Regions from separate parts of the Pan troglodytes genome. Here region 1 is linked to region 2. The links are chromatin contacts, called in public capture Hi-C maps. All regions are on one chromosome and are shown on one strand. Each heading gives the region's core, a stretch centred on a gene start, on an enhancer-like site or on the middle of the called end of the contact. The rest is flanking DNA. Distances are from core to core; before and after follow the strand shown.

Evidence for each region. Capture Hi-C pulls out chosen DNA fragments and counts their contacts.
Region 1: a capture Hi-C map of stem cell-derived neural stem cells shows a contact between it and region 2, with 3 times the contacts expected there. The contact joins two enhancer-like sites. A contact is called at or near these places in 2 of 7 Hi-C or Micro-C datasets (induced pluripotent stem cells and stem cell-derived neural progenitor cells) and 1 of 1 other capture datasets (stem cell-derived neural stem cells).

Annotation. Positions count from the first base shown.
Region 1 is chr3:39,049,081-39,053,560 of NHGRI_mPanTro3-v2.0_pri, reverse strand. No RefSeq gene overlaps it. Among named protein-coding and RNA genes, the nearest start is that of TLR10, 50 kb to the left of the region's middle. Within about 2 kb of position 3,215, at least 2 of the 24 cell types and tissues checked have an H3K27ac peak or open chromatin away from gene starts, as enhancers often do. A contact at or near this core is called in stem cell-derived neural stem cells, where this site is marked.
Region 2 is chr3:39,002,880-39,007,471 of NHGRI_mPanTro3-v2.0_pri, reverse strand. It overlaps KLF3 (KLF transcription factor 3), which reads right to left. Exons shown (of 6, transcript XM_016951446.3): 2 at 3,147-3,242. The coding sequence starts at 3,203. Among named protein-coding and RNA genes, the nearest start is that of KLF3, 18 kb to the right of the region's middle. Within about 2 kb of position 2,296, at least 7 of the 24 cell types and tissues checked have an H3K27ac peak or open chromatin away from gene starts, as enhancers often do. A contact at or near this core is called in stem cell-derived neural stem cells, where this site is marked.

The DNA of each region.
Region 1 (4,480 bases), core at 1,966-4,465, 45 kb before region 2:
TGGATCACGAGGTCAGGAGATCGAGATCATCCTGGCTAACATGGTGAAACCCCGTCTCTACTAAAAATACAAAAAATTAGCCGGGCGTGGTGGCGGGTGCCTGTAGTCCCAGCTACGCTGGAGGCTGAGGCAGGAGAATGGCGTGAACCCGGGAGGCGGAGCTTGCAGTGAGCTGAGATCGCGCCACTGCACTCCAGCCTGGGAGACAGAGCGAGACTTAGTCTCAAAAAAAAAAAAAAAAAAAAGAACTGTGAAGGCCAGGCATGGTGGCTCACGCCTTTAATCCCAGCACTTTGGAAGGCTGAGGCAGGCAAATCTTATGAGCTCACGAGTTGGAGACCAGCGTGGGTAACATTGCAAGACTCTGTCTCTACAAAAAATGCAAAAATTAGCTGCGTATGGTGGTGTGCACCTGTAGTCCCAGCTGCTCAGAAGGCTGAGGTGGGAGGATGGCTTGAGCCCGGGAGGCAGAGGTTGCAGTGAGTTGAGATTGTGCCACTGAACTCCAGCCTGGGTGATAGAGCCAGATCTTATCTCAAAAAATAAAATAAAATAAAATGAACCATTAAATGAAATGACACAAATAAAGAAACTGGAGAGCTGTGTATCAGTTTACCCTTGAAAGACTAGAAAGATTTGGCTGGGCACAGTGGCTCACACCTGTAATCCCAGCACTTTAGGAGGCCAAGGCAAGCGGATCACCTGAGATCGGGAGTTTGAGACCAGCCTGACTAACCCCATCTCTACTAAAAATACAAAATCAGCTGGGCGTGGTGGTGCGTGCCTGTAATCCCAGCTACTCAGGGGGCTGAGGCAGGAGAATAGCTTGAAGCCGGGAGGCGGAGGTTGCGGTGAGCCAAGATCGCGTTATTGCACTCCAGCCTGGGTAACAAGAGCAAAACTCCATCTCAAAAAAAAAAAAAAAAAAAAAAAAAAAAAAAGACTAGAAAGATTTGATAAGGGTTCAAGGAAAGGAAAGGAAAGACCCTTATTGGGTATATACTGCTCTGTGTAAGGGCCTCCTTTAGGAAACGGGCTTTGGAAAATTGCTTCTAGATTCTGGAAAAGAGGTCAGGAAAATGTCACTCACTGAGAAACTAGGAAGAAAGCAGTTAATGAGGTGGACTATTTGCAGGTATAAACCACCCCCAAGATGAGTTGTAGACTGATGCCCAGAGGAGACTCAAAATACCAAAATCAAATCCATGCACTGATGAAACATGTATATTTACAGAACACCCTGTAGGTACTGTGTTAGTTAGGGTTCTCCAGAAAAACCAAACCGTGAGACTAAGATGTGACTAAACTGCAGTGAGTGGCATGCCCAAATTTAGCACTGTCCACCTGGGATCTAGTGACCAGGGAACCCAAACCACGAATGAGGAGGCTCTTCTGGTGCCTGTAGAAAAATCACTAGCACTGTGGGTAAGAACACGGACCCGGCAGCCAGATTGCCTCTTACTGTAGGAAATGCTCACCTTGAATAAATGCTTTACCCTCCCAAGGCCTCACATTTTGGAGCTCTTGGGGCGGCGGGGGGTAAAGTACATCTACTCCATAGATTTGTCATGAGGATGAAATGGGCCATCAGGTGTAAAGTGCTTAGAACAGACCTGGCACATAGGAAGCCTCTATAAGTACCAAAGTGATTAAAAAAAAAAAAAAAATCCCCATTTCTGGAGAGGTGTAACAAGCTGATATGGTTTGGTTGTGTCCCCACCCAAATCTCATCTTGAACTGTACTCCTATAATTCCCATGTGTTGTGGGAGGGACCTGGTGGGAAGTCATTGAATCATGGGGGCGGCTCCCCCATACCATTCTCATGGTGGTGAATAAGTCTCATGAGATCTGATGGTTTTATAAGGGGTTTCCGCTTTCGTTTCTTCCTCATCTGCTCTCTCGCTGCTGCAAGAAATGCCTTTCGCCTTCCACCATGATTGTGAGGTCTCCCTAGCCGTGTGGAACTGTAAGTCCATTAAACGTCTTTCTTTTGTAAATTGCCCAGTCTCCGGTGTGTTTTTATCAGCAGTATGAAAAAGGGCTAATACACAAGCCTAAAGGGGTTTCTCTGGCCAGCTGGGGCTGGATAAACCTTGACCCATAGACCCACTGAGGATCAATGCCTGCTTGTAGGGCTGCATGCTGCCCACACACTTTCGTGCTTACATCAAGGCTTTAGACCCTCATTTCAACGTGGACCATGTATGTAGGTTTCCCTGAGCCTGACAGCTTCTGTGTGCGCACAAGAAGATCAAAGTCCCTGCTAGGACATCAGAGGACCAACCCCCAAAGCAAATGACCCAGGTTTCCATCAGAAAACGGATGGTCCAATATCACATAGCAGCAGAACCAGGACCAGAATTCATTTTTCCTGGCTTCAGTCTTGGGCTTTTTACACCTGGAAAAGAAAATAAAATACTTCCAATGCACAAGAATAAAGTTTCGAGAATGTCAAGCTGCACTTAGAAAGACTCATTTTATTTATTTTATTTTATTTTATTTTATTTTATTTGAAACAGTCTCGCTTTGTTGCCAAGCTGGAGTGCAGTGGCACGATCTCGGCTCACTGCAACCTCCATCTCCCGGGTTCAAGTGATTCTCCTGCCTCAGCCTCCTGAGTTGCTGGGAAAACAGGCGTGTGCCACCACTCTGGGCTAATTTTTGTATTTTCCTTAAAGACAGGGTTTTACCATATTGGGCAGGCTGATCTCAAACTCCTGACCTCATGATCTACCTGCCTCGGCCTCCCAAAGTGCTGGGATTACAGACGTGAGCCACCGCGCCCGGCCTTAGAAAGACATTTTTAAAGTACCCAGCAACTGCGGACTTCCATTTAGATTTTTTCTCTCTATACGGTCTTCACTCATGGGATGTGGGCTCTCCATGGATGGGACCCCAGAGAGGGTGGGTGGTCCAGGGTCTAGTGAGAATGGGGAAGGTGGGCCCAGAGGCCAGGCAATAAGACTGAGAGTGGACAGGCCTGGTTTTAGAATCTGGGGCAGGGGTTTGAGAGCATGTGGACTTGAGGAACCTGCAGAGCTTTGGAGAGATTGAGAAATGGGTTGAGTTAAACAGAAACTGGATGCCAGGTCAGGAGTTCTTACACTTTTTCTGTTAGAGCTGCAAGGCATTCTGTGGTTAGGGAGAGAAGGGCCTGGAGGTGCTAGTTTGGGTGTGGCCTGGGAGATTAGAGGGTTGCTGATAAGGCTCGCAACCCCACCCACTTCCAAGCCCTGGAGGTGTTAGAGCAGGACTCAGAGGATGCCATTCTATCAGAAAGGAGCTTAGGTTTGGTCCTATTGACAAAGCCTTAAGGGAACAGAGCCTCTGGGGAGAAAAGGGGCCTCTAGAATCCAGGAAATCTGAAAGAGCTGGAAAGCTTTCACTGTTCATATTCCATTCCATTCATTCCAATCCAACCCAACACATATTTACTAAGCATCTACCATATACCAGGCCTGGGAATGCAACAATGAACAAGATGGACAGACTCTTCCTGCCCACATAAAGGTTATAGCATACGCAGAGACAAATGAAAATGCAATGAAGCTGACATTTAATGACAAATTGCAGTGCAAGCCCTGAGACAGTTGTGATGAAGAATAAAAGAGGAAAGCTGGCCTTAGATGCGGTCATCCCAGGAAGTGACTTTTCCTCTGCCCAGTGGCAGGATGAGGGGCCCCCAGGGGATAAGTGGCTGCTAGTTAGCAACTCACCTCTCTGCAGTTCTCCTTTCTCCAGAGTGGGGCCCTTTCTAATCCTTTTTGCTTCGCCCAGCCCTCTGATGCATTTAAAATATTTTTTTCTTTTTAAATTACCGTAATCTAGATTTTCCAGTTTTTCTTGGCAGGATCTTTCATTTGCTGTAGGTTACTCCATCCTACACCAAAGTGGTAGGTTTCTTTTTCTTTCTATTTTAACTATACAAATTGTACTTGAATACAGGATTTTTGCAAAAATTAATTTTAAACAGGAGTATATACAGTAAATTGTGACAGTTCTTTTTCTCCCTTTTCACCAGACTTCCTGCCAATATAGGTAACTAAACCCTTTCACCCTCCTTGGTGATTCTCCCTAGTGTGGAGTTGTGACACCCTGGCCTCTCTCTCTGACTTTCTGCAGTGGCCGAGAGAGGAAAAAGGTGGTTTAACCTGGTTGGCAAATTTGGGAAAAATACTAGGTGTGCTCAGCCCAGGGTTTCCCTTTCTTCCTCCTGGGAGTGAGCTGTCTGCAAAAAACACAAATGTTCCTCAGCCTCTACGGGCCCTCCCTAAATGTTACCAGCTCAGCCCCAATTCCCCAACCCCCAGTAGGGAAGGCCACTGCCAGTCCTATGCTGCCCTGACTGGGGACAGGTAGCCTGGCTAGATCCTGGGCCTCGGTTATTAACAGTAGGCCATCTGGACCTCACACTAAGCACGTCCTTCATCTTAGCCTTTATCAATAAAAAAGGGGAATATTTTGGAAATTATCTGATGT
Region 2 (4,592 bases), core at 1,047-3,546:
CCTATCTATAAGGAGTCTGTTAGATGACCGAAGATAACAGAATATTATTAATCCTTTCTTCAAAAGTAATCTTTCCACAGGAATAGAAGAATACTTTTAAAGTTTATTTTTTGATTTGTTTTGTTTTTTTACAATTTGTTTCCTTGCTCACTTCCTGAATTAAATCCTTTAATTTTCAATCTTTTGGGAAATGGTAAAAAAAAATTTATGTACATGCGCATTTTTTTACACACAGTTTCATATTTTATAATTTAAAAAAAAAAAAAACAGAAGCTCAGGGAGCTGCTGGTGATTTTGCCAACATTGGGTGGATGTAAGTAGCAGAGACTGAAGGCACAGACTTGGGGAGGGAGAGTCTCCTCTGTTCCTCATTCTAGCAAATTTTAACAGGGTGACCCCAAGCCTCAAAGCAAAAGGCTAGTGGAGAACAGTATGAGGGCTTATATTTGACTAAGAGGGAAATGACATGTCCTCACTTTCTCTAACCTATAGCAAAAGCACAAACAAGCGATTGTTTCTACTGTGCTATCCTTTTAGGGGGTGGGAAGAGGGGGAGAAATAAGTTACCATAAAATATTTTTATTCATTTATAGAAATTAAAAATACTTTTACAAATGTCCTATTGTGCCTTAATGTTTACAACGTTGACTTGAATAGCCAAAGACTTTGACCTTCAGGTCAAAGACTGAATTAAAAAGAAAAAGGAATAATAAATCAGGTTCAATATACTTCACCTATGAAGGCAGGAAAGACGAAATTTGAACACTTAAGAGTGGAAACAAAAGCTTTTTAATTTGTTTAAGTAAAATCATTTTAACACCCCACTGCTCAAATGTTTCTGTTAACTGAGGTTGCACTGAATTAAGAAAAAAATACTTCCTGCTGAAGAAAGTTAAAACCAAAAAAAGAAAAAGAAAAAAAAACCTTCATTTTAAAGGACTGACAGTAACTTTTGGTGAAACTAAATTCTAAAAGTGTCAGCTGCAGTTGAAATCTAGCACATGAAAGAGAAAAAGACCATTAACTGCAAAATCAGTTCTACATATTTTAACTTCAGGTATTAATACGTTACAACAATACAAGTTTAACAGTTGCTTCAAATTCATTTTATTCCACATTTTTTTTTCGGTTAAGTGCATTTCCTTGCACTTAATTATATATATCACACCAATTTAGCAATGTGGATCTTCATTTTAGCTTTATATTAGACTCTTGAGCCTTATGTTCATGCTTGATTAAAAGCACTGGAAGTACATTGAACAGTAAAATGCCTCACTGATGGCTCTGCACCAATTGTAAAATGAATCATATTCTCCAGTGCTAAAAACCTATTCCTATTTCAAGAATATAATTAATGGGGAAATTTTATACCTTCATTTTCCTCTAACGTGATCATGTAGTGATGCTGGGGAGGGGGATTTGATGAATACAATGACAGCACTGAATAACATTCGAAGTAATTTAGTTTTTTGGCCAGGAGTGGTGGCTCATGCCTGTAATCCCAGCACTTTGGGAGGCTGAGGTGGGTGGATTATCTGAGGTCAGGAGTTCAAGACCAGCCTGGCCAACATGGTGAAACCTGGCCTCTACTGAAAATACAAAAATTAGCCGGGCGTGGTGGCGGGCGCCTGTAATCCCAGCTACTATGGGGGCTGAGGCAGGAGAATCACTTGAACCTGGGAGGCGAAGGTTGCAGTGAGCTGAGGTCACACCACTGCACTCCCGCCTAGGCGACAGAGTGAGACTCCATCTCAAAAGGTAATTTAGTTTTTTGATTAATAAAATCCTTATTGCTCAGTTGCTACCATATTCAGACACTTGGTTATTCAGTTATCATGCTGGAATGTAAATGTTATTTCCTTAAAGCCCCTCCGACTTAACTTGCATTATAGATACTGGTAAACACTTTACTGGCTTAGTAATATCCATGGCAACTCAGCTCCAAGGGCCTCGGCGTGACCCCCGTGTCTTGTATAAACATTTTTGGCAGGAACCTCCAGAGCCCATGCATAAAGATGATCTAATTTTGCAAGCGTGTCATTACCAACCTTCAGATACACAACTCGGGCCAAGATTTCCCCCTTGTGAATATTTTCCAAGCCCGTGGAAGAAAAGAGCAAGACAGAGTGGGAGCATTGCCTTGTTATTCAATATTCACTCAACCAGAATCCTCAAGTTGAAACCACTCCCTGCTCTGAAGTCAGACACCTTCCTCTGTCACCATGTCTCACCTTCATGGCACTGGTGTTGTACCTGCAGAAACCCCAGACTCCTCACTAGTCCCTGGAGGCCTAAAAGCAGCCAGTGGCCTGGCTCCCATGAGGGGCTGGCTTAGCACTAAGGTGCTGAAAAGGACAATGAACGTAATTCCTACCCAGCCAGACTCTTCCAAGTAAACGAGATTCCGTCCTCACTGCCAAGTCTTTCTCTCGCTGGCTTCCCTCAGTCATCTCATATAGTTACAGCTCCATATGGCTGTTGTCATTGGTTTTTAAGCAAATCATCCTATTCTTAATATATTTTTACACACAAAAGGGCTGAGGAATTTTTGTAAACTTACTTCTGTCATGAGAGGATTCACCTGTGGCCTAAGTTCTATGCTGATCATATCTTAGGGGGACACCGGGCACGGGTCTTAAGGAAGTGCAGATCCCATTTAAAGAATCCACAGCTGCTAGGACAGTATTTAGCTCACTCATACCTGGTGGCGTTGAGAAAAGTTTGCCTATGAAATGCCTGTCAAGCAATGAGTGATCTTTTTTTTTTTTTGAGACGGACTTTCGCTCTTGTTGCCCAGGCTGGAGTGCAATGGTGCGATCTCTGCTATCTCGGCTCACCGTAACCTCCGCCTCCCGGGTTCAAGCGACTCTCCTGCCTCAGCCTCCCGAGTAGCTGGGATTACAGGCATGCGCCACCACGCCCGGCTAATTTGGTATTTTTAGTAGAGACGGGGTTTCTTCATGTTGGTCAGGCTGGTCTCAAACTCCCGACCTCAGGTGATCCTCCCGCCTCGGTCTCCCAAAGTGCTGGGATTACAGGCGTGAGCCACCACGCCCGGCCATGATTTCAAGGAATAATTCAACACACAATAATGTTATCATCACTTGGAAAAAATAAGGCGAGGTGTTCAATCTTGGAAAACTTACCACTGAGACAGGGTCCATGGCCTCTTGCTTGACAGGAACTGGGTCAAACATGAGCATTCTTTTAGTTAAACCTTCTAGGGTGCTCTGGTGTTCAGCCTAGAAAACAAAACAAGGTATCCATCTAAGTCTCAAGGTTACTTTAAATACAAACTAGTAAAAATAAAATATAGCCTCGGCAAGGTGGCTCACCCCTGTAATCCCAGCACTTTGAGAGGCTGAGGCAGACAGATCGCCTGAGGTCAGGAGTTCGAGACCAGCCTGGTCAACATGGTGAAACCCCGTCTCCACTAAAAATGCAAAAATTAGCTGGGCGTGATGGCACTCGTCTATAATCCCAGCTACTCGGAAGGCTGAGGCAGGAGAATCGCTTGAACCCAGGAGGCGGAGGTTGCAGTGAGCCGAAATGGCACCGCTGCACTCCAGCCTGGGTGATGGAGCGAGGCACTACCTCAAAAAAAAACATAAATAAATAAATAATAAAATGAAATATAATACCTCACCCCACTTCTCTACTCCTTTTTCTCCCCTACCCCTGGAATGGCTGGAATTTGTTTCCCTTACCTATGAAAGATGCCATTTACATAATTAAAACCAGACTCCATGGTCATAACCAGATGAGAGCCAACCAGCATTTCTAACTCAATACAGAAACCCTGACTTTTCTGGAACACTATGTACAGCCCCTTCTGAGTGCCAAAGCTTGCTTGGGATTGCCGTGCAACTCTTTAGGGGTTCAGATTACATAAGTTTGTTAAACACCTTCCCTTTTCCCCGATGTTGTTCGCAGAAAAATTAGGGGAAAAAAAGACAAGCAAAAAGAAAACCTAGAACCAACCATCATTAAAATTTCATTTTTATTCTAACAAACCCTCTTTAAAACTGGGCTCACAGTGTACATGGTATTTAGTACCTATCATTTCACTGCACAATTTATGTGAAAATGTTTCTTTTACAGTAAGTATGGTTCTGCACCATCAAATCCCTCGTGCCACTGTGTGAACACATCAGTTTACTTAACTTCTTCCTCTTTATTAGGCACTTAGGGTTGCTTCTAAGTTTTCGCCATTACAAACAGCAATGAGCCTCTTTAAATACATCCTTCTGCACACCATTAATTTTTAGGATAAGTTTTCTGTAGGGGAATTCCTGGGTGAGAAGTATATACATTTCCCAAAGCGCCTGATGCATCATCTGGCAAAGATGAACTATTATTTTCATTAATAAAATACAACGTGTTTCCCCAAATCTCCACCAGCAACATGTGTTATCACTTGTGTTATAAAAGATAAACACCTTGCCAACTTGTTAAGTCTCAAGATGGCAAATGATTTTTATTCTAAATTGATGTGATTATTGAAGTTATTTTTTTTCAGCTTTATTGACCATTTGGATTTCTTCTTTTGAGAAATGCCTACTTAGGGCTTGACAGCCTCCACCACTTCTTAT